Regions from separate parts of the Rattus norvegicus genome. Here region 1 is linked to region 2. Evidence: chromatin contacts called from public Hi-C data. All regions are on one chromosome and are shown on one strand. The core of a region is the stretch at or near the end of the contact, and the rest is flanking DNA. Distances in the headings are between cores, read along the strand shown.

Region 1 (4,725 bases), core at 439-2,938, 270 kb before region 2:
AATCCCAGCACCCAGGAGGCGGAGGCAGGAGGCTCTCTGTGAGTTTGAGACCAGCCTGGTTGACATAGCCCTATGCATGTTAGACAAGAACTGATGTACTCAGCTGTAATACAGTCACGCCCTACTGGAGTTCTTCCAGCCTCACTTTGTTACCCAGAAAATCGTAGTCCAGCACAGACTAAGATACTGTGAGCAGAACTCATGGACGGTCCTGGTGGAGGAAGTCAGAAGACCAGGATGACTGCACACACACAGAGATAAAGGGTGTGCTCAGGAGCGTTGAGATGGGATCTGGGCTAGAACGGTCAATGAATTTGTCTTCACTGGGCCTCGCTATAGCCTAAGCTAGTGATAGCCTTGGCTGTCCCCCATCTGATGCTATGTATGCAAGGCAGTTCACAGAGGCTTCTACTCAGATTTCAAGGAATGTTGGGGAGGCTGGATGATGTGTGACAGAGGTAAGAGTACTTGGAGGTAGCCCTTGAGAGAGCAGTGGGTGTGAGGTGGGGCAGAGACCCCAGGACACTGAAGATCCTGCAAGTGTAGACTGTCCGCCAGGGAAAGTTCTAGACAGTGAACAGGGCCAGCCTGGAAGAGCCATGGAGCTGCAGTGGTGTACTCTAGGGGACGGGCTCCCCAGCCTTTGGCACCCGGGTAACGCCACTGCACATCTCAGCCGTGGAACTGTAGGCGCTGACATTTGCCCTGCTGATCCCTGTCTTGCTTTGGTCTCTGTGCTCTCTGCCTTGTGCCCCTTTTGGATTGGAGGTCTTTATTCTGCTGTGTACTTGGGATATGCAAAACTTTCGTTTTGGCCTTATAGGGACTCACAGGCAAGAGCTTGTCTTGAGTCTCAGGAAGCTTTATACTAGTGCTACTGGCCAGTGCAGGAACTATTGAGACACTGGGGAAATGAACTAAAGGACTTTGGGTATACATAGGATGGTTCTGTTATGTGTTACTAATCATGGCCTTGTTGCTACCTTCCGGAATTAGATACGGTTTTAGGAGATGTGTTTGGGTGTCAGGTTGACAGAGGGTGCACTTGTGATAGTTAATCTTGATTGTCAACTTGGACTGAGAAATGCCAAGGAGATTTGTGAGGTACATTTCTGCTGTGCTTATGGACGTAATTCTGGTGAGGATTAAGAGGGGGAACAGCTACTCCGAATCCTGCTTGTGTCACACACTAGTCTGAGAACCCAGATAGACTAAAGGGCAAGAAGGAGAAAGCACGGGACTGTTCTCTCTGCGCTTGCTGGTGTCTGTGAGGTGAGCAGCTTTGCTCTGCTCTACTGTCCCGTCCTGACTATAGCTGTGGGACAGACAGACTATGGACTGAAGCCCTGAAACTGATGGAAAACTTGTTGTCCTTCTACATTGTTCTGTGAGGCATTTGTCCGTGATGAAAGGCTAATAACACAGCAGCTCAGTGCTGAAAGGTCTGTGGGCAGACACCCTGTAAGCAGGCCCACTGTAAGCAGTCCCACTGAAGTGGGGTGGTGAATGAGGCCTGGGGTCTGCTCTCTAGTCCTGTGTAGAATGGGCGTGGTGATATACACCTCACTTGGAAGTTGGAGGCAGGAAGGTCAGAAATTCAAGATTATCCTCTGTTACATAGTGACCTTGAGATCTGCCTGTTTCAAAAACAAACAGTGACAGCTGTGCCTGTCCCAGAGCACAGAGACCTTTTGCTGTTGCCAAGTTTCTTCCCCTGGCCTCTGTCCTCCAAGAGCAGGTATCCATCCCAACTCTCTTTTCCAGTGATCCAACTTAGTTGCTGCGTTGAAGGAGAGGAGACCACGTCACTACAGCTTCAGCAAAGCCCCTGCATCAGAGTCCTCAGCCCAAGGGGACAGAAACTGTCCCGTGCACTGCACACTCATGTTTTAATTCTATACTTTTCTTACGTACTGGATTGATACTGATTTCACCCACCCTGAAGTGCTTACTGGCAGTAATCTAACTCAGTCTCCGAGGTGCTGGATTCTTTCCTGCTTCCTCAGCTCTATAATAAGCTGACATTCCTGCCTCATGGTCTGCACAGGCCTGGGCAGGGACCACAGACAGTGCCTCAGAAAAGACAGCTGCAGAGACAAGTGACCTTATTATAGCCAGCTTACTTACCCCGTTCATCCAGTGAACTGTTCAGCTTAGCTGGAGATAGAAAACTAGTCAGGGCTAAAGCATCCCTCATTTCCATAAGGTCAGCGCACTGCACACCATGACAGCAATAATACTCAGTGTTCAGAGCCTGGCCATTCCATCAGTCAGTCAGGCTGTGCACTGAAAGGCAGCTGCAGCCACGCCTCTATTTTGTTTTATTTTATTTTACTTTATTTTATTTTGAGATGTGGTCTTGCTATGGAGTCTGAGCTGCCTTCAACGCTATGTAGCTTAGGCTGGCCTTGAACTTTTGATCTTCCTGTCTCAGCCAGCCTCCAAGTGCTGGAATGAAAGGCATTTACCAGCATGTTGGCTCCATGTACTTTTATCTCATAGCATGGACCTTTCCCCATTAGCAAACCAGCCAGGACAGAGACTGTCAGTTTTCTGTTATATTTTACTTTCTATATTTTTAATTTATCAGGAAAGAGTTGCTACTTTTAGCATGCTAAAAAGGAAGCTGTTGGAAACATTAATTCAGTGATTCAAGAAACTCTAAAAAGTTTATTTTTAAATGTGTGTGTGTGTGTGTGTGTGTGTGTATGTGTGTGTGCCTGTGCCTGTGTGAGTTTATATGCACCATGTGTGTGCAGGTGCCCCTGGAGTCCAGAAGAGAGTGTCAGAGTCTTTGGAACTTGAGTTATAGGTGGTGGTGATGATGGAGGTGGAGGTGGAGGAGGAGGTGGTGGTGGCAGTGGCGGTGGTGGTGGTGGTGGCGGCGGTGGTGGAGGTGGAGGTGGTGGTGGTGGCGGCGGTGGTGGCGGTGGAGGCGGCGGCGGTGGTGGTGGTTATACGAGACTGGAACCCAGGCCATCTGTACGAGCAGTGTGTACTCTTAACTGATGAGCCATCTTTTCTAGCCCTTCAAGAAACCTCTTAAAGGAAATTAGCTGGTAGAATAATCCAGCTAGAATCTGAAACGAACTGTAGAAAATCTTTAGAAGGCATCTTTATTTGATAAACAATATTTATGACATAGTCATCCATGCATATACTATGTTTGGATCCAATCCATCTCCTATGCCTCCGCCTCCACTTCCTTCCCTATCACATCAGCTCCACTTCCACTGCTAGCTTCATGTGTACTCTTGAGCTTGCACATGCTCTCATGCTGTACCCGCACCTCTCTGAATACCCACTGAGTCCATTTAGTGTGGTCTGATGTGCACAGGTGTGAGACCATCTACGGGAGCTTGGTAGTCTCTCAGGGGCCATATCCCTGGAGAAAAGTGGTTCCTTTTCCTCCAGCAGCCACCAGTTGCTAATAGCTCTTCAGATGGGGCTGGGATCTCATGCGTTCCTCCCCATCCATGCTGGAAATCTAGCTGACTTGACTTGGTGCAAGCCATATGCATGTAGCCCTAGCCACATGTGTTCATGAGTTCATGTGTGCAGCAGACACTGATTTGATACAGACTCTACTTCTTCAGGCTCCTAAATTGTTCTGCTCTCTCTTCCAGTGGTCCCTGAATGGTGCGTGTGTGTGTGTGTGTGTGTGTGTGTGTGTGTGTGTGTGTGTGTGTAGTATAGACAGGTTGTTGGTCTCTGAATCAGTTGCTATCTTTACAAAGAAGCTTCTCTGATGAGGGTTGAGACATGGACTAGTTGTTAGGTATAAAGATGGGAACTTAGGGACAGGATGGTTACCTCCCTTGTGTTTGTGCCACCATACACTAGTCACCATACACTAGTCACCATACACTAGTCACCGTAAACTTGCCAGGCCAGTCATTACTGTAGCTTTAGGGGTGACAGCTGAGTAAGACTAATGATGTTTTTCTCCCACTGTAGTATTCCTAGAAGCCAACACTTCTTCCCTGTTCGATTGCATTATGGGTCCTCTTTCAGATACAGTTGTCCCTCAGTATCTGAGGGGAATCGGTTCCAGACCTCTTGTGGATAGTCCTGGGGTGGTGGGGCCCTTCTGTGAATAAGTGCAGTATTTCCATGCAGCCTACACACATAAGCCGTCCTTGGTTATTCCTATCTAATTCAATGGAGAGCTGTATGACTTGTACGTGGGCTGGGGAGGTGGCTTACTTGGTAAAGTGATGCCGTATGAGCGTGGGGTACTGAATTCAGTTGTGGCACCTACAGAACAAGACTGCTGTGGCAGCTTCAGGCCTCTGTTGGCTGAATCAGTGGATCTGGAACCTGTAAGGCGTGTGTGGCAGGCCCGATATATTTTGGATACAGTTCTTCCCAGCCTGTGGCCTCCCTCCCTCCCCTCGACAGAATATTGCTGTGCATTCCTCAGTTCCGTCCTTTGACTCCTGAGTGCCAGGATCACGTGCGTGCTGCCTGGTTGAAGTTGGAAGGCTGATGTTTACCTTATTTTAAATAATGGGTCAGGTTCTTGTTGTGATACATTTTCAAGTTCTGTACTTACAGTTCCAGATAAATGGACTTATTGAATATGTAGCAACCAACATGGAGAGAACAAATAGCAAGGAACAAATAACATCACCAGACATGACTGGTGTATCCTGATCGGGAGCAAACAAAGGTAACGTCATCCAGTGGAGGCTTGCGGCACTCAGAAGGAATGGGCCGGGGAAG
Region 2 (4,781 bases), core at 1,895-4,394:
CCCCGTGCTTCAGATGGGCAGGGTGGGGGCTTTGGGGTCAGCCAAGTTCTATTGCTTATTAGCCCCGGTGACCACCCACATCACAGAGGCCTGCTGGAAATTGGGCAATATGCTCCTGGCGTCCTCCTCACAGTACGGGATCTCCTTGTTTCAAACCAGGGTCCAGCCCAGGCTAGCCAGCTTCCTTGCGAGAGAGTGAGAGTGTTGGGGAAAGCCTGTTGCTGCCTTGAACTTAACGGAAGTATGAAAATTGATCCACCATAGCCCCAACCAGGCCAAAGGAGGGACAGAATCTCCCTGTCGTTCTGTGAGCAGCTGTATTTCTCTGACCCAGTGTGAAGGGAGACATAGGACAGTCAGACTCTCAGCAATCCTAGAGATTCATGCCAAGAAGACCTCAGAGAGACGGGGAGGTGGTCAGAGAGATGTGTATGGACGATTTTTTTTTAATTATTCTTTTTTTCAGAGCTGGGGACCGAACCCAGGGCCTTGCGCTTGCTAGGCAAGCGCTCTACCACGGAGCTAAATCCCCAACCCCGTGTATGGACGATTCATGTGGCCAGTAGCAGCCTGGCTCTGTAGCCTCCAGGAGGGTCTGAGGGACGTCCACAAAGTGAATTTCCCCAGAAGATTTTTCTTGAAGATTTATTTGAGGATGGAGAGATAGCTCAGTGGTTAGAGCACTGGCTGCTCTTCCAGAGGTCCTGAGTTCAATTCCCAGCAACCAGGTGGTGGCTCACAACCATCCGTAATGGGATCCGATGCCCCCTTCTGGTGTGTCTGAAGACAGCAACAGTGTACTCACATGTACAAGGCCTAACATCACTTCACTTTTTTTTTTTTACAAAACAGATTTATTTAAAATGTGTACAGTGCTCCGCCTGCATGTGTGTCTGCACACCAGAAGAGAACACCAGATTCCATTACAGATGGTTAATGAGCCACCATGTCGTTGCTGGGAATTGAACTCAGGACCTCTGGAAGAGCAATCAGTGCTCTAACCACTGAGCCATCTCTCCAGCAGCCCAGAAGAATTTTGACAGATACAAAACAGGAGTGAAGAACAAAAATGTCAGGTTTACCCTGGGAGGATGTGGGGGGCTCCAGAGGCCATCAGAGGACTGTCTGTGCTTGGTGGTGTCGGTCTTTAAATAAAGTGACCAAAGAAAGCCTTTTATGGTCACAGTTGGCCTCACGGCTTGAGGTAGCTCTTGTTCTTAATCAGACGACCTCGGGCATCCTGGCTGACCCCAGAGTCCACACCCTCCCAGCAGAGTTAATTATAACACATCCAGTAATCCCGAGGGTGGGCATCAAAGTCACACAGCTGTCAACCGGAGCTCACTGTTAAGTGGGCCACCAACACCCTGAGATTCTGCTGACACCGACATCCCCATTCCACAGTTGGGAAGGAGGTGCTTCAGGCTGTGGCAGATTCCAGACCAGGGCGTCCAACTGTGTGGGGCTCATTCCAGCAGGGGCCCTTAAGGGGAGCTGGGGTGGCCGGCTCTGTGGGAAGGCCAAAGATGAGGCCTTAGAAGGCGATTCTGGGAACCTGAACTCTCAGTGTCCGACCAAGACTGGGCCGTCCAGGGGAAGCCAAGTGGCCAGGCAGACAAGAGCAGTTTCCAGGGAGACACAACAACCAAGAAAGTCCTTACAGGGAAAAAGTGAGAAACTGCCCTTTTCCGGCCTGTAGGTTCGAGCGGTGGTGTGCCGGGAACACACAAGAGCTTCCTGAAGGACAGAGGTAGCTTTTTTTCAACCACACCCCTCAGGTTTGCCCCTTAAACCATGGCTTGTAGTGCTGAGCCTAGAGGCCAACTTCTGTGCCTTACCTTGACTCTGGTACTCAGCCTCTATAGTGGAGAATGAGCCTCCGTGAGCCCAAGACAAGGAGTCCCCTTCTCCCTGACATCCAGCTGCAAGCCTGTAGTGGTATTCTCAGCCAGGCCATGATACGGAAGCCCACAGAACAGTTTGTAGGCTTTGGGGGGCCCACAAACTGAATCCTGTTAGCCCCTGGGGGGCCCACAAACTGAATCCCGTTAGTCCCTGCATCTCCCCAGGTCCGCTCTTGTAAGCTTCTCTTAGTTTCAGCACCTTGAACACAGAGTGCTCTGTTTGGACTGTGTGACTCCAAGAGACTGGAGTAGTGGAGGGAGGGTCCAGACCATGGTCTCTCCATCTTGGACAGTGTTTACGTCCTCAGAGTTGGTCAACGGTAGCCACCGTGCTCACCTTCCTGCCCTGGTGGCCTTGGGACAGGGAAACCAAGTGAGAAGTCAGTATGTCGTACTGCAGTGACAGGATCCAAAAGTGTGCCTCCCCCTCCCCTAAGTATATTCGTTGATACCTAACCTAGTCCTAGGAATGGGCGCCACCCCCCAAGAAAGGAGGTAGGGTCTATGAACGTTAATCCTGACTGTTGACTTAATGGGATTTGGCGTTGCCACGGAGATGAGCATCTGGTTGTATCTGTGTTTTCGGACTTGATTAGCTGAATTAGAGAGAACCATTCTAAAGTGAGGTGGCATCCCCTAGGCTGGGGTTCCCAACCGAGCGCAAAGGAGAAAGAGAACTGAAGACCAGCATCTACCTCTGTTCCCTGACTGGCCAGCTACCTCACGTTCCCGCTGCTATCACTTCTCCTACCGGGACAGACTGTGTGCCCTCCAACTGGGAGCCAAAATAAACCCTTACCTACTGTAGTTGCTTCCTCGGTCTGCTATTTTGTTCACAGCCGTGAGAAAAATAATAAGCATAGGGCCCTAATAGAAAGGGACCCCAGAGATCTCCCCTTTCCCTTCACCCGGTCAGCACCCAGCAAGGAAATACTGTGTGTACCAAGAAGAAAGTCGCCCTCACCCGACACAGAACTTTTCAAGCATCCTGATATTGGGCATCGGTCTCAGAACAGTGAGTGAGGGACCAAGTTTTCCTCTGTGGCCTATTCACGGCGACTTTTGGTACGGCAGCCCAGATAGACTCCAGCAGACAGTAGCAGTAACAGCCCTTTCATTTTAAGGGACAGAACAGCTGCCTCTCCAACACAAGTTCCCTGTCACTCCACGGACCCAGACAGATCCTACAGGAGCATCAGGATCAGAGAGCTGCCCTCCCAGACTCTATTCCTGGAGCTCAGCTGCAGCTGACTCATTCCTCGCACCAGTGACCTGTCAACGTGTGGACGTACGTGACTCAGCCAGTGTCGCTTGGCCCAACCCATGTTACCTGCCCAGAGACCAGCTGGGTATCCCTTCCCCCAGGACAACCCCACCCTGCTCACTTAGCCTTAACCCAGATGCCCGCCCCAGCCTCCTCCCGCCATGCAGCCTCTGTTTCCCCAGCTCCCACCCTATTGCAAGATGAAGTAATCCCAGGAACCAGCAGGCTCAGTGTGGGACCAGAGCCAAAGTCCTAGTCACACAGGCATGGCAGGCCTAGACCGGCTTGCTGCACCCTCTGGCGAATAGCAAAATGGCAACACTGCCCCCTAGGGGATAGTCTCCCTGGCCAGCCCGATCTAGAAGAAGGGACTTTTTGCATGACCTCTGGTACACACACACACACACACACACACACACACACACACACACACACAACCTTGGGGACTCTTGGCAGCTCTTTCTCTGGGCCTCACCTCTTTGTCCTCAGGTACCTGAACCCTGGCACTGGCCCTCGGTGATGTTCTTATGGTGACTCTAAGCTTAGCCTCCGCACCCAGATATTGATGTCTACTCTGGTACCAGGGATTTTCTTGCAGCTCACAGAGACCTACCTAGCCCTCTGCTTGTTCATGTTTCTTCCAGACAAACGGTACCCATGAGCAGAGTGGCAGGCATGGGTTCGAAGCCCACCTTGACCAGGTATCCTATGCACGGGAGATACCAGTAGGCCAGGAGCGAGAGGCAGAGTGAGAGCCATACACGGACATATGGTGAATTCAGGGCAAAACGAGCCTAACTCTTCACACAACTACAGAACTGTGGAGTCAGAAGCCTGAGGCTGAAGCAGAGGCCTCCTTTGTTCCCTTCCCGCCTGAGGGCTTGAGGATCCTTCTGACACCCCGAGCCCAGAAGCAGCCTTTACAGCCTGCCTTGATTTTCAAGGAGCCTCCCTGCAGCTCGGCTGGCTGCCTAAAAATGTTCCAGGGCTGGCTCTTGAGCCACAGTGCCCTCAGTCCCCTCGGAGGTGTCTGTGGAAGTGGTGGGAGCCAGGTCCTTCCTCAGGGGAAACCCGGTGTGGCCAGGAACTCCCACCATTAGCCCAGGCTGGGAGAACACACTTAGCCCATGGTCTCTTGGAGAGCCGATTGGAGTGCTTTCTGCTGACTCAGCACACCCCTGGGCAGGGAGTCTCTTGGGAGCACCTCTACTGGGGCTCCAGACGGGACTGCAGACTCCAGAGTAGCTGGCAAAGCAACTCCAAGATTCGTCCATTTGTTCATCTCCTGCTAGGAAGTCTCGCCAGGCATAGCTGTGCTGTTGTGCAGTCTCTGAGGATGAGGCTCTGGGGTCTGCTGGCACTTCCAGTCAGCCTTTCTAACTGTCACATACGGGGTGTGGGACTCCACTCTTTTTTTTTATTTTATTTATTTATTTATCATATATAAGTACACCATGTCTGTCATGATGCAAAAGAGGGCATCAGATCTCCTTTACGGATGGTGGTGAGCCGCCATGTGGTTGCTGGGATTTGAACTCAGGACCTCTGGAAGAGCAGTCAGCGCTCTAACCACTGAGCCATCTCTCCAGCCCCAAGTCCATTCTTCCTATGTC

The links. A called contact is a pair of places that touch in the nucleus more often than the background predicts.
Region 1: a Hi-C map of liver shows a contact between it and region 2, with 2.6 times the contacts expected there. The contact joins two enhancer-like sites. A contact is called at or near these places in 10 of 12 Hi-C or Micro-C datasets (the A7r5 cell line, the Rat2 cell line, frontal cortex and 5 more).

The regions. Positions count from the first base shown.
Region 1 is chr20:10,101,749-10,106,473 of GRCr8, reverse strand. All of the region lies in intron 3 of Hsf2bp (heat shock transcription factor 2 binding protein), which reads left to right. Among named protein-coding and RNA genes, the nearest start is that of Hsf2bp, 17 kb to the left of the region's middle. Within about 2 kb of position 1,688, at least 10 of the 93 cell types and tissues checked have an H3K27ac peak or open chromatin away from gene starts, as enhancers often do. A contact at or near this core is called in liver, where this site is marked.
Region 2 is chr20:9,832,139-9,836,919 of GRCr8, reverse strand. No RefSeq gene overlaps it. Among named protein-coding and RNA genes, the nearest start is that of Cryaa, 50 kb to the right of the region's middle. Within about 2 kb of position 3,144, at least 12 of the 93 cell types and tissues checked have an H3K27ac peak or open chromatin away from gene starts, as enhancers often do. A contact at or near this core is called in liver, where this site is marked.